Linked DNA regions of Rattus norvegicus: all the other regions are linked to region 2. The links are chromatin contacts, called in public Hi-C maps. All regions are on one chromosome and are shown on one strand. Each heading gives the region's core, a stretch centred on a gene start, on an enhancer-like site or on the middle of the called end of the contact. The rest is flanking DNA. Distances are from core to core; before and after follow the strand shown.

Evidence for each region. Hi-C and Micro-C count contacts between places; a contact is called where the count stands out from the background.
Region 1: a Hi-C map of mammary epithelial cells shows a contact between it and region 2, with 1.9 times the contacts expected there. The contact joins two enhancer-like sites. A contact is called at or near these places in 2 of 12 Hi-C or Micro-C datasets (Schwann cells and mammary epithelial cells).
Region 3: a contact with region 2 is called in a Hi-C map of Schwann cells, with 3 times the contacts expected there. The contact joins two enhancer-like sites. A contact is called at or near these places in 2 of 12 Hi-C or Micro-C datasets (Schwann cells and mammary epithelial cells).

The regions. Positions count from the first base shown.
Region 1 is chr2:126,345,896-126,349,589 of GRCr8, reverse strand. No RefSeq gene overlaps it. Among named protein-coding and RNA genes, the nearest start is that of Jade1, 120 kb to the left of the region's middle. Within about 2 kb of position 1,354, at least 28 of the 93 cell types and tissues checked have an H3K27ac peak or open chromatin away from gene starts, as enhancers often do.
Region 2 is chr2:126,121,139-126,124,696 of GRCr8, reverse strand. No RefSeq gene overlaps it. Among named protein-coding and RNA genes, the nearest start is that of Pgrmc2, 110 kb to the right of the region's middle. Within about 2 kb of position 1,681, at least 37 of the 93 cell types and tissues checked have an H3K27ac peak or open chromatin away from gene starts, as enhancers often do. A contact at or near this core is called in Schwann cells, where this site is marked.
Region 3 is chr2:126,283,494-126,286,882 of GRCr8, reverse strand. No RefSeq gene overlaps it. Among named protein-coding and RNA genes, the nearest start is that of Jade1, 190 kb to the left of the region's middle. Within about 2 kb of position 1,887, at least 11 of the 93 cell types and tissues checked have an H3K27ac peak or open chromatin away from gene starts, as enhancers often do. A contact at or near this core is called in Schwann cells, where this site is marked.

The DNA.
Region 1 (3,694 bases), core at 105-2,604, 230 kb before region 2:
GAGAGAGAGAGAGAGAGAGAGAGAGAGAAAGAGCGCTGCTGTAAAGTCCTAGGTAGGCCTGGTTCTGTCTTGTGGTAACTGTGATAATTGACAATCGGTTTAATCTCTCTAAGCCTCAGTACATTTATCTCTATAAGGAAGCCATTCTGAGGGATACTTTAGGGTTAATGTCACCATAAAGGTTAACTCACTGCAAAGGTTAATTCATGTGTATAAAGTACCCAGTATAGTTCTTGGCAAACAGACGATACTCAATAAATATTGACCCTCTTCGTTTTCTCCTTCCTTTGTAATTAATCTATGTCTAATTCAGGATGTTGTGTTTTAGATATTGCTTGCTGTGAACAAGGGCCATGTATAATGAAACCTCACGGTCTTTTTTATGGACTTCGAGCTTCTCACAAAGTATATGGGTAAGGGAAGAGTGACTCAGGGAACGTCAGAACGGCTCTTCAGTTACTTGTTGACTGGTATTTGACAACGCCTCTCCGAAACGTCCCTCCATGCTCCCCACCTGTCATATTTAGTCATGCATTCACACCCCACTCCTAAACATCCACAAATTCAGAAATAAAACAAACATACAAAGAAATATTTCACATTCTCAACCTGTGGAAGTTTGGGTTTCTAAAATGGGAGTGTCAATTTTTCCTTTTAAATTATTGTTTTATTGTGTGTGCTTGTGCATGTGGACATGTGTGTTTATGCATACATGTGAGCATGAGTACCTGTGGAGTCTAGGAGAGGGCATTGAATCTCCTGGAAACAAATTATTTTGTTATAGCAGCCCAAACAGGGTGTGCTGTTTATATGGTCAACTCAAAGGGATCTAGACTCTCCTAGGAAAAAAATCTCTGAGCACATCTCTTTCTCAAGTGTCTAGATTGGGCTAACAAGGTGGAAGACCGACCCCAAGTATGAGGGATAACATCCTGAGGATTGAATTTCTGACTGAATCAAAAGGAGAACATGAGCTAGCATTGACATTCCTCCAGTACAGTGTAACCTACTGCCTTAAACTCCCACCTTTCTGGACCACACCCTCTTGACCTCAAGCTCAAATAGACCCTTTCTTAAGTTGCTTTTCCCTGGGATTTTTGTCACAGTTATGAGATAAGTGACTATCGAACCTGGGGATGAGAAGAGACTACCCCAACTATGGAATACGGTGACATCAGGAACACTAGTTCAGGTCCTCTGAGTTTTTTCTTGGCAGCTGCCTGCCTATGAGACTAATATCCTCAGTACTAGCTTCCACCGGCTTTTCCGTCTGACCTGGAGCAGCATGCTGTGAGGAACAGCTTGTCCACAGCCCTCAGCTTCAGGGTGTGTTCTCTGAGTGACTCAGCATACTCTTTCCCTGGATTCCAGTGTACAGACATGAGTCAATGATACAGAGCTTGATTCCAACATGCTCCCACTCTCTAAGCACTGTCAAGCAAGAAAGCCAGTATCTGCACCCTAATGAATGTTCAACTATGTCTCAAAGCAGCCAAAGAAAATTTCAGACCATGAAGGACCTCTCTCTTTTCAGAGGTAAGTTGAGTGGACCTCGGAGAGACTGAGTCACTCAAGGCGACATAAATGTTAATGGCAGAACCAGAGCTTGGAGTAAACCCCTGTGTCCTGACCTTTGGTGCATGGTTCTCACTAGAGCACCATATTGCCTCATCTCAGTTAAACATAGTTGAGAATAGATCTCTGCTGTTAGAATTCTTTGGACCTTCTCCTTGGGCTCTGACCCTCCCCTAGGGCTCCATTGTTTGTTTGATCTGGATGGACCTAGTTGTTACTAGTTGTTTGTTCTTTTATCCCATCAGGCAGTGAAGGTTGCACACCCAAGTATACCCCCAAATCCATAGGCTCCAGGAGAACTGAGGGATAATAAGCTGTGATCCCCAACCTTCTAAATCAACACTGTCTAATTGTGAGGCTGTGTTGGTTCTGTGTAGGGTATTTATACTCAGTCTGACATTCTGGGGATTTTGTAGTACCCATTAAACTTTAGTTTTTAATTTTATTTTTAGTCTTCTCTCTCTCTCTCTCTCTCTCTCTCTCTCTCTCTCTCTCTCTCTCTCTCACACACACACACACACACACACACACACACACACACACACACACGCCAAGGGCTCTGTCACTGAACTTCATCTCCAGCTCTTTCTTTTATTTTGAGACAAGGTTTCACTGAATTGTCCTGACTGGCCTTGAGGTTATGGCATTCGCGTGCTTCAGCCTCCTGGGTGCTAAGGTTACAGTCATGAGACACCGTGCCTGGATTCTTTTGGCAACATGTGACTCCTAAGTTTGAAATGTCCTAGAATGATCTAAGTGCTGTGGCAGATGACATTCCACATTAGTATAAATTTTGTCTGATTTATTTTCAAATGTGCATGTTTCCCATGAAAAACATGCATATATAGGACACTGGTTGTAGACATATTTAAATTACTCAGCCATAGAGTATATGTCTACAGTCATGAATTTCCCAACTCAGACAACGACAGAGGGATGAAGCCGGGATAGTTTCGCTCATGCCTGTCTAGTCTGTATGAGGTTCTCTGGGGATGGCTTACTGTGCAGTGCTGTTGCATGAGTGCATCCGGAAGATTTCATGTCGGAAACTTAATCTCCAGTACCATGGTTCTGAGAAGGGAGATCTTGAAGAGGTGTTTTGGTCATGAAGCTCCGCCTCGGATTAATGTCATTGTCACAGAAGTAGGTTTATTGTCACAAGAGGGAGATATAAAAGCAAGCACCCATCAGTCCCAAACTACTTTTCTCTGTTTACCTTAGGATCTCCAGCAAGAAAGCTCTTGCCAGATGCTGGCCCTGAGCTTTGGAATTCCCAGCCCTTAGAGTGAACAAATAGTCTCTCTTCTTTATATATTAACAGTCTCAATTATTCTGTTGGAGCAGCACAAAAGCAGAAGAAAGGAATAGGCAGTGTATGCAGCAGGAGGGACCCCTTGCAAGGAAGGCCAGACCTTGAGAAGCCCAGAGAACAGGCCAGGTGACTGCTTACTGGAAGGTACAGGTGACTGGAACATTCTGGGTGTGGCTCTCTCCCTCTCCCTCTCCCTTTCCCTCTCCCTCTCCCTTTCCCTCTCCCTCTCCCTCTCCCTCTCCCTCTCCTCTACCTCTCCCTCTATCTATGTATGTGTTTCAGGGAGGGAGATAAGGTAGGATGTGTGAACTCACTCTGCACTTTCTGAGATATTCCTTCATGGGTGTTATGTTTTGGCAAGAGCCACTGTCCCAAAAGAAATGACTCTCCCAGCTACAATGTAGAAGACTCAAGGCCCTAAAGTCTAAGGTGTCTTCCTGCCTACTGGCCTGAATGACTGGTTTTTAAGTCCTAATTAGGAGTTCTTGGTTTCCTTTTTCAATATCTAACTTTTTTAGGAGATAAAAAACCAATCATGTTAAAATAGGGTAGCTTTGGTCTTGCTATGTAGCTGAAGCTGAACTTCAATTCCTGATCCCTGTCCCCACTTGAAGTGTCAGGAGTGCCGGATTACAGCGCATGCCACCACAGCTCTCCTATTTAGTGTCGGAGCTGGAACTCAGGGCTCTGTGCAGGGTAGGCAAACACGATACAACCGAGCCACACCCCCAGCCTAAGGTTCATTTTTCTCTGGAGATGGTACTTTTTGAAAATACCAAGCATTTTTGTTTGTAATCTCCATGTTTG
Region 2 (3,558 bases), core at 432-2,931:
TATATTTTTAATTTTTAATTCCTGTTTGATTTTAAATTAGTTCTTAAAGCAACAGGCTTCCATATGCCATTTGCATGCACACCTCATTTCAAGACTGGGTCTCCTCAAACCTTCCCCTTCCCACAGTACCCCTCCTTCCACCCACCCCCTCCAATGCTGTTATGGCTAGACATGCATTTCCCAGGGAGATTGCCATCTACTGGTGTTGAATTACAAGTCATGAGTTTTTCTGAACTCCAGGTGTTGTACACAGATTAGACTCCAAACTAGGTTCTGTTGTCATGTTACAGGTCTTAGTGTACTATGTGACCACCACTGACCCCATATTGCAACCATTGGTCCTTCCCAGAGCCCAGACTTGCTCCCAGGGGTCACACAGCAAAGGAAGCCTTGAGCCTGACAGTGAAAATGGAGGCTGGGTGATCGATATGTGAACTGAAAAATGGCAGATTTGAGTGTATATCCAGTGTCACAGGGCAGGGGTCAGGAACCATGGACAGGTGGAACTATCAGTAGGGCAGGGTGAGGATGCCCTGTGACAACCTCCCATCAGAGGATCTCTATCTGAACTGTCTAGCAGGAACTCGGGCTCCTGTCCTTCCCCACAGAACATCTGGCTGGATCCTCTACTTGCTTTCCAGTTTGTCCGTGTCTCTCGATGTCTCCACAGGGATTGTAGCTATTTTCTGGAGCCCAGCCCTGAAGTGGATTCAACCCAGCAGGCAGCATCTCTGAGCCACAGTAACAGCTTGGGTCTTGCACCTCGAATTTTCACCCATATTCCCAGCTGATAGCTCCATGATGGAAGACAATAAAGGAGGAAGGGGCAACTTACACTTGGCCTTGAGCTCCAGGTTATCTTTGTGAACAAACATCTGGCCTCTTATCCCTACCGTGGGACAAAAAGGATTTCCTCATGTCACAGCTATAATGTGATACATTCTAATGAATAATTATAATGTACAATGTATAATATATAATGTATACATTATAATGCATAATGCACATATAATGTACATTAGAAATGAGGCACTGGATGCAAGCAGAGAACTTGTCACATGGTTAGTGCCCAGTAGATTTTTGCAGTGGGTGGATCATCCCAATCTTGGCCAGTCACAGGCCTGAAACTGCTACACCACAGTGGTTCTCAGCCAGAGGTGATTTTTCCTAGTTACACTGACGGGGTAGGGGTTCCCGAGTTCTGATGGGTGAGAGACCAGGCATGCTGTTGACTTCCTGTGTTGTACAACACAGCCCCTACAAGAAAAAGATCATCTGGCTTAAAGCAGCAGCAAACTCAGAGACTCAGAAACTGCGCCTGGTCCTGGCTGCCCACCTGGATTCCTTTAGCTCCTCGTTAATGTGCCCCACAAGCTGTGGTGACTGAAGCTGGTCTCTATGCCTGACCCCTCCCAAGACTATGCGTTGCCTCCTGAGCTTCCCAGCGCTCAACTGTTGGATTCTGCAAAATGGCCAACAGGTTTCATTACTTTGACTTGAGCTCATCCCAGCAGGACACAGGTAGAACAGCCAAGCTTTCTCGCTGACCAGGAACAGGCAAGAAACTGGTTCCTGCAGGGTCCTGGCTGAGAGCCACAGGAAAGCAGGCACAGCCCGGAGCATTCCACCCAAACTGGCTCCACACCAGACCCAGCCAGTGAGTCACCACCACATGCTGCAGCCTCTCCCCATGACCTTTCTTTATCCCTTCATTAGCTGTAAATCTTTAGGAGTAAAACAGCAGAGAACAGACTGGGAAGGCCCTGGCAGACTAACACCCCAGGCAAATGCCCAAATCAAAATTCAGAGTTAAAAACCCGGGCTCTGAATGTGTGCCAATCATGGCAGGCTAGGCTCTTCAGAGCCGTCTCTGCTAACCAGAGATTTGGACAAATGGAGCTTGTCTCTCTGCATAGTTTAAATCGTGTGGCAACCCTGGAGCATCCTTCAGGAGAAGGAACAGATGTGTTTAGCAATACCCAGATGGCAGGGGACAAATTGAAGGACCTCTGTAACGCTGGCCAGTAACTCATGCTTACACCAAACCACACTGTACCCTGAAAGAAGCCACCCTCTCATCCCCAGCTCCTCTTACATCAAACAGAATAATGAAGTCTCCCCACACAGCGACAGAGAAACAATAACACAGTTTAGTAGGCCGTGCTTCAGCACAAAAGAAAGCAAAAGTGGCTTTCTGCTTTGTGTTTTTATCCTGCCTTTTGGGGAATAGACCACGGAGAAGGGCAGCTGCCTTCCCTGGGGAGTCTCTACCCAGCTTGCCTTTGCCCGAGCTGTCCTTCTCCATATGGAGTCTTCAAAGCTTTGGAAGCAGCTACAGAGCCTGAAGATTCTAGGGCTACCCCAAGGATCCACTGACTCAGCCTTTCTGTGGATAAGGCTTTAGATGGGCCTTGTAAATACACCTTTCACTTCAGTTCTACACATGCCAAAGTCTGAGAACCTTCGAACTGGACAAACCCCAGCGTGGCCCAGGGGGCCGCCTGTTCCCAGAAGAAAGACCAATTCTTTGGCATGCTGCTCTCCACACTGTCACCCCCATCTTTTGCAGGTAGAGCTCCTGGACAAGATAGGACAGAACCAGTGACTCATCTGAAGGAGGCTGTTCCGCCCTCACACTTCTGCTGACAGCCACATGTTGCCATTTGTCCTTCTGGGTTTGGCAACTTCTGGTAACATTGTTAATGTAAAAAGGTCTGAATGTTTTCCCTCTGCTGTAGCTGCCTTCTGCCCTGTGTGAGATCCCATCTCCCTGCCTTGCTACCTAGGAACAAGTCAGGAATAAGCAGCCTGCGATGTAAATTGATCCATCTCTCCCTTGCTCACTCTCGACAGCTGTTTTGAGCTTTCAGTATGTTCTCCAAGTGTTCGGCACGGTGTGCTTTAAATGGTCTTGTGAGAAACCAGTTCAACAGATAAGCCATCAAAGTGACCTTCAAATAATAGCAATGACACATGCAGAGGCTGCCCTCCAAACCCAGGCCTAAGCAGCCGGCCTGTACTGCATGCTTCTCTCTGAAACACCTACATTCTTTTATTTGTTTGTTTCTTGGTGTATACTCATGGTGTGAGGTCCGGGGTTAAAAATATATAAGATTCTTTGAGCACATATACCCACGTGCCACCTTACCTCCCAAGCCCCAATTTAGTCTCCTTTGATTTCTGGACAGTTTTATTTCTACTTTTGTGTCATATATACATAAATGACTCTGTATATTTTCTATATTTTGTGTGAATTCTTGTATATAAAATCTGGGAACCACAAATGATTTAAAAAAATGTGTATTTGTCTTTTAAAACAAATTTGTCAGTCTGCATCCATTTTCTTACAGATAATGTAACATTGTTCTTTTCTCTTGTGGCTAAAAGAATAAAATACCATTCTAAGTAACTACTCACTGAGTATGGTTGTCTAATGGTAAAATCCTTGGGCTTAGCTAGCTGAGTCAGCAGTTAGAAGTGTTTGATGCTCTCTTAGAGAAACTGAGTTCAGTTCCCAACAGCCACATAGGTCAGTTCATAACCCCTCATAATCCCTTT
Region 3 (3,389 bases), core at 638-3,137, 160 kb before region 2:
TATTATGACATACTTTTAGAGGGAAGCACAAAGTGAAGGAAAACTAATCAGTTAGGAAAAAAGATGTGGGATCAAGAAATGCCACAGAAGACGACGATGCGTAAGCTGAGCTTTGTGGGGACTGAGTATTTACTAGGACAGGGGAAGGAGTGGTCCTGATCAGCATGGAAAAATGAGAGTTGGGATGAAACTGAATGGCAGTGTCAGTGGGTACCAGGAGGCATATCTTAGATCACTGTCAGGAGGGATTCCTCATTGTTACTGTGTCTTAGTTAGGGTTCACTCCTGTGAACAGACACCATGACCAAGGCAATCTTATAAAGGGCCACATTTAATTGGGGCTGGCTTACAGGTTCAGAGGTTCAGTCATTATCAAGGTGGGAGGATCTAGGCAGGCATGGTGCAGACAGAGCTGAGAGCTGAGTTCTACATCTTCATCTGAAGGCTGCTAGTGGAAGACTGGATTCCAGGCAGCTAGGATGAGGGTCTTAAAGTTCACCCCCACAGTGACACACCTACTCTAATAGGACCACACCTATTCCAACAGGGCTATACCTTCTAAGAGTGCCACTCCCTGGGCTGAGCATATATAATCCATAACATATTGCATGAAGTGCTTTTGAGACAGTGTCTTTTGTACATAAGGCTGGCCTTGAACCTCTGATCCTTTGACTTGTACCTTCCCAGTGTTGGAATTACCAGTATTCATCATCAAGCATGGGTGTATGGAATCCTGAGCTTTGTGCATGTTAGTCAACCACGCTCCTAAACGAGCTATCCCCAGCTTGGAAGACGGTGATTGGGAGGGGAGAAACAAGGAGGCATTTCTTCTACAACTGCCCCTTGGAGAACAAAGTGTCAGGGTCAAAGAGGGGAAGTAAGCCATCCAGACTCAGGTCTCTCTTTTTGGCTTCCTCTGCCAAGACCCTTTTTCTTCACACAAAACTGATCTAGAGACAAATAAGAGGTTTTTGCTTGATTTTGTTTTTCCCTCATGCAGATGTTTTCTGTGTCCCTCTGGGAAGCAATGAAACAAATACTCTTGTATTCTGAATATTTCCATTCAGGAAAAAGATCGAATAGTAAAAACAAATACATGGGGCTGTTGGTGTAGGGGTTGAGGGTCTTTCTTACTCTTAGCTTCTAAACAAGGACAAAGAATGCACAGAAACCAAAATACTACACAGGAAAGCAAGAGAGAGATATAAGGGAAGATTAAGATGCCACATAAACCAGACAGGAATTATTTACTTGTGATGGGGGCTACGGTGTCTTCTTCTACACCAAACTGTCTGTCTGTTCTACCAGGGAAGTTGCCAGGAGATGGGGGGGGGGGGACAACAGGACATAGAACCTCCAGGGTCTAGGCACAGGATGCTGGTTTCCATTAGAGATGGAAGTGAATAAAGTTCCCCCTCATCAAAAGGATGGACAGATGATTCAGCATCTCAGGACATGGATGAGGGGCAGGAGGGGTGTCTGTCAGGCTCTCCTATTAACTGGGAGTGCAAAGTGCCCCACTGAGAGCGAAGGGGAGCAAGTTAGGATGATGGAAGTTTGAGCAAGGAGGTAGTAGAGGGTTGCTCAGACTTGGTGATCGGGTGACTTCAACAGAACCTCCAAGGACCAAGCTGATGGGTGACAGGGGAGGATGCAAATATGAGCTCTGAGAGCAAGCTGGGCAGGTAGAGAGCCAGTCGGGGCAGTGGGCACCATGCTGGCTGTTCAGAGAAAGTGATGGTCAGGCCCAGAGAGAGGCTGGGATGGAAGGCAGAAGGGGTTTGTGAGGTCACACAAAAGATCTAATTCAGCTGCTACAGTCCTCTGTGTTGTGGAGAAAAGTAGAGAAAATACCACGGTGGGGCAAAGAGAACAATGACAGCTTGTTCTCACCCTCTGGCCACTTTTCTTGCTGATCCAGCCTTCCTCCCCTAAGAGACTATATTCTGTGTTCACGAGCCCCACACCATTAATAGGTCTGGGGTTAACATGATGAAGGCATCCAGTAAAGATTTTTCTCCCTGAGAAGAATTTATGGATGAAGGGAGCTGTGCTTGGCATGTGTGAAACAGGCTAGGCATAGTGGTGCGTAATGCAATCCCAGTGTCTGAGGGGTAGGAGCACAAGAATCAAAGTTCAAGGTCATCCGTGGTTGTATGAGATCCTGTTTCAGAAATAAACAAGCAGAAAGGATAAAAGAACATTCTAGATGAGAGAATTTGCATAGCCTAGTGTATAGCATTTTGCTAGGGTAAATAACAGCTCTGGCAGGTTGGGAAGAGGGCCTGTGCAGACATGATTAAACTCGAGGACTTGAGTTGGGACATCCTCTTATACGGCCCAGATAGGCACAGGAACTCATGGTCTAAAGAACCTCATTTACCTTCAGTGGAAAGACAGAGGATGGTTAGAGAGGTACAGCCTCAGCGCAGGAATGCTGGAACCATCAGAAACGGTGGGAGACGAGGACCACGTTTTCCTACAGAACCTTCAGAGAGTGTTGTACCCGGCCGGCACCTTCATTTCACCTCAGTGACACTGACTTCAGCCTCCTGGAGAATAAGACCCTGTTGTTCTAAGTACCAAGTCTGTGTTAATTGTTACAGAAGCTATGGGTGATCAAATCTGACATGGCTGGGAAAGATGCAATGGCTGGAGTTGCTGCAGCTGTCTTATAACCAGGATGGAACAAGCCTGAGGATTAAATCCAACATCCTGGATGAAACAGAGCAAAAAGACCTGTTGAACTAGTCAATTAGCACACAGCCCTTCAATTTACCGCGTACTATAATAATAAATGTCCCTTTGTTAGGTCCTGGCAGTTGAACACTATGTGACTTACTGCCAAAGGCATTCTAGTTGATAAAGCTCATCCTAAAGGGTAGGAAACTTATGACTCAGGAGCAGTGGCGAAGGCATTGGAGGGGACTTGACCCACTTTCCAAACACAAAGGGAGCATCTACTGAGTGGCTTTCCTTTGACTGTGGAAATGATAGGGAAAGTGGTGGAGCTTGGGCTTTGTTAATTATGCAACAGGCTGCTCAGAGGGTTCGGGAAGAAGGGGAGGGGGAGAGGCTTCTGGAAGGATTAGGTGGATCTGCACAGAGTGTTATTGTGATAAGATTGTACAATGCATGGACAGAGTTTGGAATAGGAAGGTTCATTCTTTGGACAGTGACCAAAGAAAATAGGTATGACGCTTGATGGTTTAAACAGCCCCAAGGCTGCCAGGAAAACCCTTTCACAGATGCCAGGCCTAAAGTGGTTTTCAACTTTAGTGCTCACACAGCAATGTGGTGTTTGTTAAGCACGTCCAAATCCCAACTCAGTAGATCTTGGTAGGATCCATAGACTATGTGTGCAATGACTATCTGGAGTAGGCTAGCTG